2 separate regions of the Zea mays genome follow, and region 2 is linked to region 1. Evidence: chromatin contacts called from public Hi-C data. All regions are on one chromosome and are shown on one strand. The core of a region is the stretch at or near the end of the contact, and the rest is flanking DNA. Distances in the headings are between cores, read along the strand shown.

Evidence for each region. A called contact is a pair of places that touch in the nucleus more often than the background predicts.
Region 2: a Hi-C map of tassel shows a contact between it and region 1, with 4 times the contacts expected there. The contact joins two enhancer-like sites. A contact is called at or near these places in 2 of 25 Hi-C or Micro-C datasets (ear and tassel).

What each region holds. Positions count from the first base shown.
Region 1 is chr4:23,209,147-23,212,899 of Zm-B73-REFERENCE-NAM-5.0, reverse strand. No RefSeq gene overlaps it. Among protein-coding and RNA genes, the nearest start is that of LOC100283407, 74 kb to the right of the region's middle. Within about 2 kb of position 1,334, at least 17 of the 20 cell types and tissues checked have an H3K27ac peak or open chromatin away from gene starts, as enhancers often do. A contact at or near this core is called in ear and tassel, where this site is marked.
Region 2 is chr4:23,359,125-23,363,347 of Zm-B73-REFERENCE-NAM-5.0, reverse strand. It overlaps LOC100304257, which reads left to right. Exons shown (of 8, transcript NM_001165700.1): 7 at 1,168-1,336; 8 at 1,428-2,142. The coding sequence ends at 1,789. Among protein-coding and RNA genes, the nearest start is that of LOC100304257, 8.0 kb to the left of the region's middle. Within about 2 kb of position 2,862, at least 11 of the 20 cell types and tissues checked have an H3K27ac peak or open chromatin away from gene starts, as enhancers often do. A contact at or near this core is called in ear and tassel, where this site is marked.

The sequences.
Region 1 (3,753 bases), core at 85-2,584:
ACATGACATAGGCAAAATTAACATCACACCAAACATAATAAAAAATTGCATAATGATGTTCTACGCATCGTAACTAGATCCTAGGTTCGAGAACCACTAAATTCGGAGTTACAGTTATAAAGTTATGATTTTTCGAAGGTTTATGTGTTAATTATAGAATAAATTAAGTGCATAATTTTTAACCTATGATTCATGACAAAATAGTGTCACAAGGTGATAAACAATATTAATGTAAATTTAATGCAACTGGAATGGATCAAAAAGGAGTTAAAATGGATTAATTATGGATTAACCAAGTTTATGGAATTGTTTTCATTCTAGAAATAATTTTCTGTTTTAAATTTATTAAATCTGAGGTTGAATTGGACTACGGCCACTAATTTAGAAGAGTTCAGGGGTCATTTCATAAGAAACCAGGGCCCTATGGTAAATACTTTACACTCAGAGTGGACGACGTGTTGATTATAGCAAACCATAGGGTCTTTTTAGCAAAAGTTCATGGCGGCCCAACCAGGACTCGGTTCGAGCCATCCGATCCCGATTCAAAGGCCCAGATTAGATCAGATCAGATCTGAAATGGTACGCAATATCAGCCGCTAGATTATGACTTCACGGTTCAGATTTAAATATACAAGATCTCCACGGATCCGTCCGATCGCATCGACGGCCCAGATTCGATTTTATGAAGAGTTACGCTAATACCTAATTCTATCCGTTCGTTTCCATATCAGTGGCCCCGGGCCCATCTTCCTCAGCACGACGACGCCCACGGTGGCGACACCGCGACAGGACCCCCATGGCGGAGCACGCCAGCGAGCCCCCCTGCTCCGCGCCCAACGCGGGATTCTCGGCTCCAATCAACCCTACACAAAGTGGACGGGATTGCGAGCCTGGGAGCGCAACACATACCGGAGATGGTGGCGGCAGTGAACCCCTCCACGTCGCGCGGCGGCCTTGCGACGGTGATGAATTCCGGCTACCAATTCTCAGGGTCCCGGATGTTTCCCCCGCTTAATGACGCACGAGTAAGTGCGGCGCGAACGAGGAGTGGTCCCAGGTGTCTGAGATCGTGGCAAGGCACTTCCTCCAACTCGATGGTGCTCGTTGTGTGGCTCAAGTTTCCGTCGAGGGCTCCTGTCCAGGACGGTGTGGAGTTCGGCTGTGTTTTTACCCCGTGGCAGAGTCCGTCTAGCGCAAAATAGGTAGCGCGAATCTGGGCGGGGATGTGGCGCGGTTGTTGTGTGGATCTCGCTGTCGGCGAGGAAGTCGCGCTCTACTGCAGAGGGAGGAAGGAGGTTCTGACGAGACAACCCCACCAAGTAGCGAGCGCAGTCGCGCGGGTCCCGCCCTCCAGTGAGCGGGAGCGCGGGCGAGGCTAGGCTTAGCGCGCGCGAGGTAATGGGCCGAGGGGAGGAAATTTGGCCCAGTTGAGGCTACCTTGCTTCTTTCCCTTTTTATTCTATTTTTTCCCTATTTCAATTTCAAATCAACACAAGTTTGAATTTCAAACCTTTAATTTTAGATTCACAAATAGACTCCATCATGATGTGCACTAATTATATTAATCTATTTACTTAATTACTTTATTTATTATTATTTTATTTAGGTAATGATATACACACCACATTGATTACCTAGAATATTATTTTGAGTGTGTAATCAATTTAGAGGTATATCACAAAGTTCATATTCCTTTGTTTTGATAGAAAACATTGTTTTCAATGTCTAATCTTTATTAGGACATGATTTAGCTAATATTATTCTATTATGGTCCTTAACTTTAGAAAGGGTGAATTCTAAAGTTCAATTATGTATCAAGGGTACTTATTTTGATTATTATTATTATTATTATTATTATTATTATTATTATTATTATCTCTAAAGGATTTTCTTAAATTACAAGTTAAGATTTTGGGTGTTACATTGACCATGGAGGAGTACTTATAGATAAATGATATTTAGAATCAAGTTTACTAATTTAAGATATTACTATTGTTTTGATACATTAACATATGTCTAGGTCTAACTCCCATGATTGGAAGATTGTCTAGATGTTTATTGGGCCCTTTGTCATTTATGGGCTTCTAAATTTTTTAAGGAGACAATAAAGAAAATAAGATCTATGAACAAGGGTGGAAAGCATACGTTTGGGGATGATGATTACATTCATATCGGTAGACAAATGGTAAGACATGGCAAATACTATTTTCAAAAATATATTTATAGTTATATGCTGGTAATTTCTACAAATAGGAGGTTCAAACTAGTGTTGAGCCGTCAACCATTGATGTGTATCTCTAGGACACAGGGGACCAGACCTGACATAGCATGAGGTCATGTGCAGTCAGCAAGCATCAAAATGATTGGTTAGTTATTCACAATTTAGAATTATCTGTGAAACATTTAGGCTCTAAGATCTAAATTTAATTTTCTAATTGTAGGAGCAATATAAGCATGAGATGGTTCGACGCCATGGTGAAAACTTCGATTGGCGGAATAGAGCGATTGACCCAATGGCAATGCGTGCTAGTGGTTGTGGAAAGGTGCATGAATGATAAGATCATTATTTCTTAAATTTTGTTATTACGCTTAACTAAAATCTACATATTTTAAATTGTGAAACTACTACATATTATGCGGTGGTCGACTCGGAAGATGTACGATCATAGCCTAGCATACCAGGAGGAGCGCTTCCGGGTGGTTGGCTTTCTATGCGTCAGAGGTGCCGCCACCACCGAAGGCGCGGAGGGACGAGTTGCCTCCGACTCCTTCCCCTCATGGGGACCCAATGACACCGGGGGTGCTGGAAGCTACAACGCTACCAGCGTCGCTCCCTCCACGCCATGACCAACCAGCGCGGTAGACGCGAGAGGTGGAATTGCAACCCCAGCATCCTCCACGCAGCGCTCCGTGGGCGCTACGAGCGTGGTAGGGTCCACTACAAGCTCTTCCCTCTGATGAGCTAGGACATTGGAGCTAGCAGCCTCTGCGTCTCCATAGTGGGATGGGCCGCCCACCGATGCAAGACCCCCAATCCTATCGGAGGCCGTGGAGGTCATGTCCTCCATGTCAGTCGAAGGAGTGATGCTCCTCCTCGGCCCCGCGCAAGCTAAGTGCTCGGCTTTCTTCTCCCTCTCCCTCTGTTGGCGGCGTCTTTTGTGCACCGCCAAGGTTTCCGCCTCTACATCCCTCTTTCGCTTCTTCTCCGCCTTAATGTCGACGTCTTCAGGAAGGGGCGGAAGATAAAATGCCATAGGTCTGATCTTCTACGTAGCCCCGAACGATCATAACCAATATAAAAAGCTAAAGGAGCAGGAAGAGACAAGGGAAAAGAACTCACTAGACTGTTCGAGATATCTTTGGAAAGGAGGAGGAGTGAATCCTCGTCCACATGAAAGCCCCCGATGACAACACCGTGATAGCCTTGACCTAGGCCTCGATCTTAGTTAGTGTGAGAGGCTCGGAGGAATGGAGGTCGGGGTTGATGCCGGAATACATGTAAAACGGGTTTTGATGGGGCGTTAATGCATGCTAAACTCAGTGTTGCATGAATGTACGTACCAGCCGCACACCAGTAAGGCCTTGCTGCTTCAATGTGGCGACCACCTTCAGAGGATGCTCCACCTTACTCTTGAAATGTGCCTTCACGGCGTAGTGCCACTTGTCGAATAAGGAAGGACTCAATGAGATGCTCCCAACGGGTTGAGCCCCTAGTGGGACCACTCGCCTAGACTTAACCCTACCGAAGGATGG
Region 2 (4,223 bases), core at 1,613-4,112, 150 kb before region 1:
GCCAAAGAGGGTCGTCTCCCTCATTCGGGCAACTACCTTGGTGCTGGACAGACCCAAGGGCTGGTTCCTCCTTCACCTTTCATCCAACGTGAAGTCCGCAGTTCAGCTCTTTCCTTGGGATCCAGGAGGACAGGAGGACATATCTGCAGTTCAAATTTATATTTTAGTTCCACAATTATTTTGTATTTTTGTCTTAAATAATAAAGGTAAGCCGAGATGTAAAAGGCTTAACCTTAAGTCGTGTCAGGTAAGTCTATGGCAGCTCGAGGACGAGCTGGTCCTCAAGGGAGGGGGAGATGTCATGGGCATAATAGGGTGCGAGAGGCAATAACCAGGCTGGGATAAGGCTAGAGAATAAGATTGAGATGAGCTGGGATAAAGTTAGAGAATAAGATTGAAATGAGAGAATTGTGGAGAGTTGGTTAGCATCAGATAAGTCCAAGAAAGTAGGAGTTAGTTGAGAGTTTGTAGGAGAAGTTGGTTAGCCATAGGGCTATTTATAAGCCGCATGGCAGCAGGGAATAAATCAAGCAAGATCATTATCAAACCAATCTCTCAATCTCTCTCTCTTGCAATGACCCTCTCAAGCGCCTAGGGCTGCTACCCTAGAACCAAGCCTGCGGCAGAGGGGTATAACCTCGCCGGAGAAGACAGCTATCCCTATGGACCGAAGGTCCATAACAGAATCTTTACTGTTTCCTCACCTTTCTGAGTTCTGACCCTTGTTGGAATGTTTAGGAGTAATTTTGTATGCTAGATTTGTGTCAAGGACGTTACAGTTTGTATCAGGAATTAAAAAACAATTATGCATATTTCCTAAAGTTGCTATGTTAGACCGTCTGCAGCAGTCTACCCATAGTTTACCCAAAAACATTGGTTTACACTGTTCTGCACTGTAGACTGCACTGTTCGCAGAGTGGGGTTTGAATATGGGTATAGGGATGGGTAAGCTGCTGAAGATAGTATTACAGTTCAAAACTATATGGATCATAAAAGTAACAGTGTGGTACTATGCATTAATATAAGATTTTGTTTTAGTCTAAGAACACAAGTTGTAACTACATTTGTTTTGATGAACAATGGGCAGCTTTGTGGTATTTCTGTGGATACTTTTGTATCTATCCGGTTTCACATCTTGTTCCCTGAACTCTACTTTTTTTTTGCAAGCCCTTGGATTTTCGATCAAGAGACTGGGGATCAGCTCCAAGGTGGGTGGCGTTTGTTGATTTCTTTATAGCTGCACAGGCCAGGTACGCAGTCGTCACTGGAGCACATCGTCGTGTGGGGACCACCTACGCACAACTCATTACAGCATTGGCTGCGGCAAACAGGCATGGTACGGTCTTTAAACACGCAGTGGCCTTTTGTGTTTAGGCCAGTTTTGAGCCCTCAACTTAAACCAGCCTACACTTTTCTTGTGTAATTAGGTCGAGAGCCTTCAGGCACCAACTTCACGTTCCTAAGTAGTGTCCACAGCAACTTGCTGGTGGAGGGGCTGTCGACGCAGGTTGGTTGGGGCCATATCTGGAACAGATATGCTGGTCCTCTAAGCTGTCGGCGCCAGCCACACCAATGCGCCTTGACCCCGCTCCTCCCTCCTGCTTGGTGGGACGGTCGATGGCAAAGCCCTATTCCCAGGGATGTGAGGAGGCTACTGGAGTACGGTGTCCGGTTATCAGATACTGGGGAGGTGGACGAGAGGCACCTGTTGTCGTACTGCAGGTCAAGGAAAGATCATGTGAAGAGGTTCCATGTCCTTCCACCATACAAGAACCCGGCACGACTGTAGGCTGAGGAGGTCGGCGAGGAGCAGTAGAGAGCTCAATTTTGCATTAACCACTTATGACGAGTGTAGGTTTGAGTGGCCAAGCTTTTAAACTGGCCATGCTGGTAAATTTCGTGTCGTGACTGGTGTAGGTTTTGGTAATCTGGTGACTGGTGCACTGGTGTTCAGGCGGTAGTATATCATGCATCGTACATCACTATTGTTCATCTGTGATAAGATTGGAAAGCAGGTAGCAGACCTGGAGATGATAGCATGATGTATATAGGGTAAAGGCATAGCATTGCATTGTCGATGAGTTATAAGCTGGTGGTCTATCTGTCAATTAACTATATAGCAGAGCACCGACCCAGAATTGTAAGCCTTTCGTCTACTGATGCAATTTTGATGTTTATCGTTCTCCTGTATCTTCGATTTGACAATTATGCGATTGCTTGGAAGGACTGAGTTCTATGAAATTGCTTCTTTTCCTGTTGTCGTTGCCAAAATATTGTTCAAACTTTTTGTTGCTTGTATATTGTTAATTTTTACAGGATGCTTGATTGTGAATTGTTGCGTATTATCATGGCTGTGGACCCATGACAAATAGATTCTCTAGTTTAATAGCAGTGGTGAACTGGTGATTGATATTCATTATCCCCTTACCGAATTTTTGTTCCTGTCTGACAAACAGGGGATTGTATCCTTTTGAGGAGCACATTTCTTATACCAACCAGTCATTCACTATTCATGAAATCAAACATTTCTGGAGGAAACATCAATGTGCTAGGGCATATGATAGAGATCTGAATATCAGAGTGGACAAACTGTTGTTCATCCGTGATAAGATTGGAAAGCAGATAGCAGATATAGAGATGGGTTGATGTATAAATTCATAGCATAACATTGCATTGCATCGTCAATTAGTTATAAGCTGGTGGTCTAATCTACTGGTGCGATTTTGAGGTTTTTCGTTCTCCTGTCTAGTATACGTGCACGCTTAGGCGGCCTTGTCTGTTTCAGCTCAGGACTGTGTTCAGACGTGCAAGCTTGCCTGCTTGGGATGGCTTTCCAAGCTGAAACAAAAAAGGTTCTTGAAAGATGCGTGGGTGCACGATGCCAGTTCGGTGTCGAGCCATGCCGCGCAAAGTGGACATCTAGTGGGCCTGTGGCGACTCAGTGATTTGAACCTAACGCATGATGTCACTAGATATACTACCTCCATTTTTGATATACTACCTCCATTTTTATTTATTTGACGCCAGTTAGTTCAATTTTATACTAATCGGTGTCAAATAAAAATAAACAGAGGAAGTACTAGATAGAAGGTCTAACAGCTAATAGAAGGGCCCCTTATTACCAGTCATATTTCAGTTTCAGTTCAAATGGTCGAAGGCTCTCGATTCTCGAAGCTAACAATTTTCCTTGTTTCTTTCTTTAGGCCCTTGCGAGATAGCATGTACATCGGTCCTAGCGGTGGCTTCTTTGTTACAAACTGGTATCAAATTTTACGCGAGGAGGTGACTCTCCAATCCAAGTAAGTAGAAAGCTCATGGCAGCCCCCGTTCCTCTCGGGCAGCACAATTCGATGCGTTTCCTCAGCTTCCCGCAGGGCGGCAGGAGGATTCCTTGGCAACAGAGCACCGCAACCCCTGTTGCTTCCTTCACGTCGCCACGGGCAAGGGCCACACACTCTTAGCACCTGTTGTCATGTTATTTAACTCGATCTCATCAGCTATCTAGTCAGTCAGCGACGCTCACATGGACGAGGTTCATCGTTCTGCTCTGGCCGCCGCGCGCCGGCGCAGATACGTTTCATGGTACCCTCTTGCATCGCACTCCCACATGGCGGCTGCGGCTCAAGCTAGGTCGTCCTTCCTCGTCCTGCTCGTCGCCACGTGGTCGCTGTCGCCGCGGCTTGCCGGGGCCTCCACGTCCACGGAAGCAGCAGCTGCCGGCCGTGGCGTTACGCTACGCCTCGACGCGAGCCAGGTACGCGTACGGTATGGTACGAGGCAGCAGCCAAGCTCACCGCTGGGCGCTGGCGTGGCATTGCTGGCGCGATCGATGACCAGTTGGTTTGGTTATGTCCATTGAACTCGTTCTCGTTCCCAGGTGGTCGTGGACAATGGCGCGGTGCAGGTGGCGCTGTCGGCGCCGGAGGGCCGGATCACCGGCGTCAGCTACAGCGGCGACGGCGAGACCACCAACCTGCTGGGGTACGACGCCGGCGAGGGAGACTCCGGAGGGTAACTGACGAGTGCATGCGTATTACACTTGTGCTGCCTCTTCTTTTATCTGCCTGCACTCTGCCCTCTGCCACTCGGAATGTCCCTTCTCTCTTGCAGGTATTGGGATTCGGTATGGAACTATCCCGGCTCTGGTCTCCCAGGACAGTACAATACGTGAGTGATGACTAGACTCTGTACTCTTGCCAACGTCATAAGCATTGCTCAATACT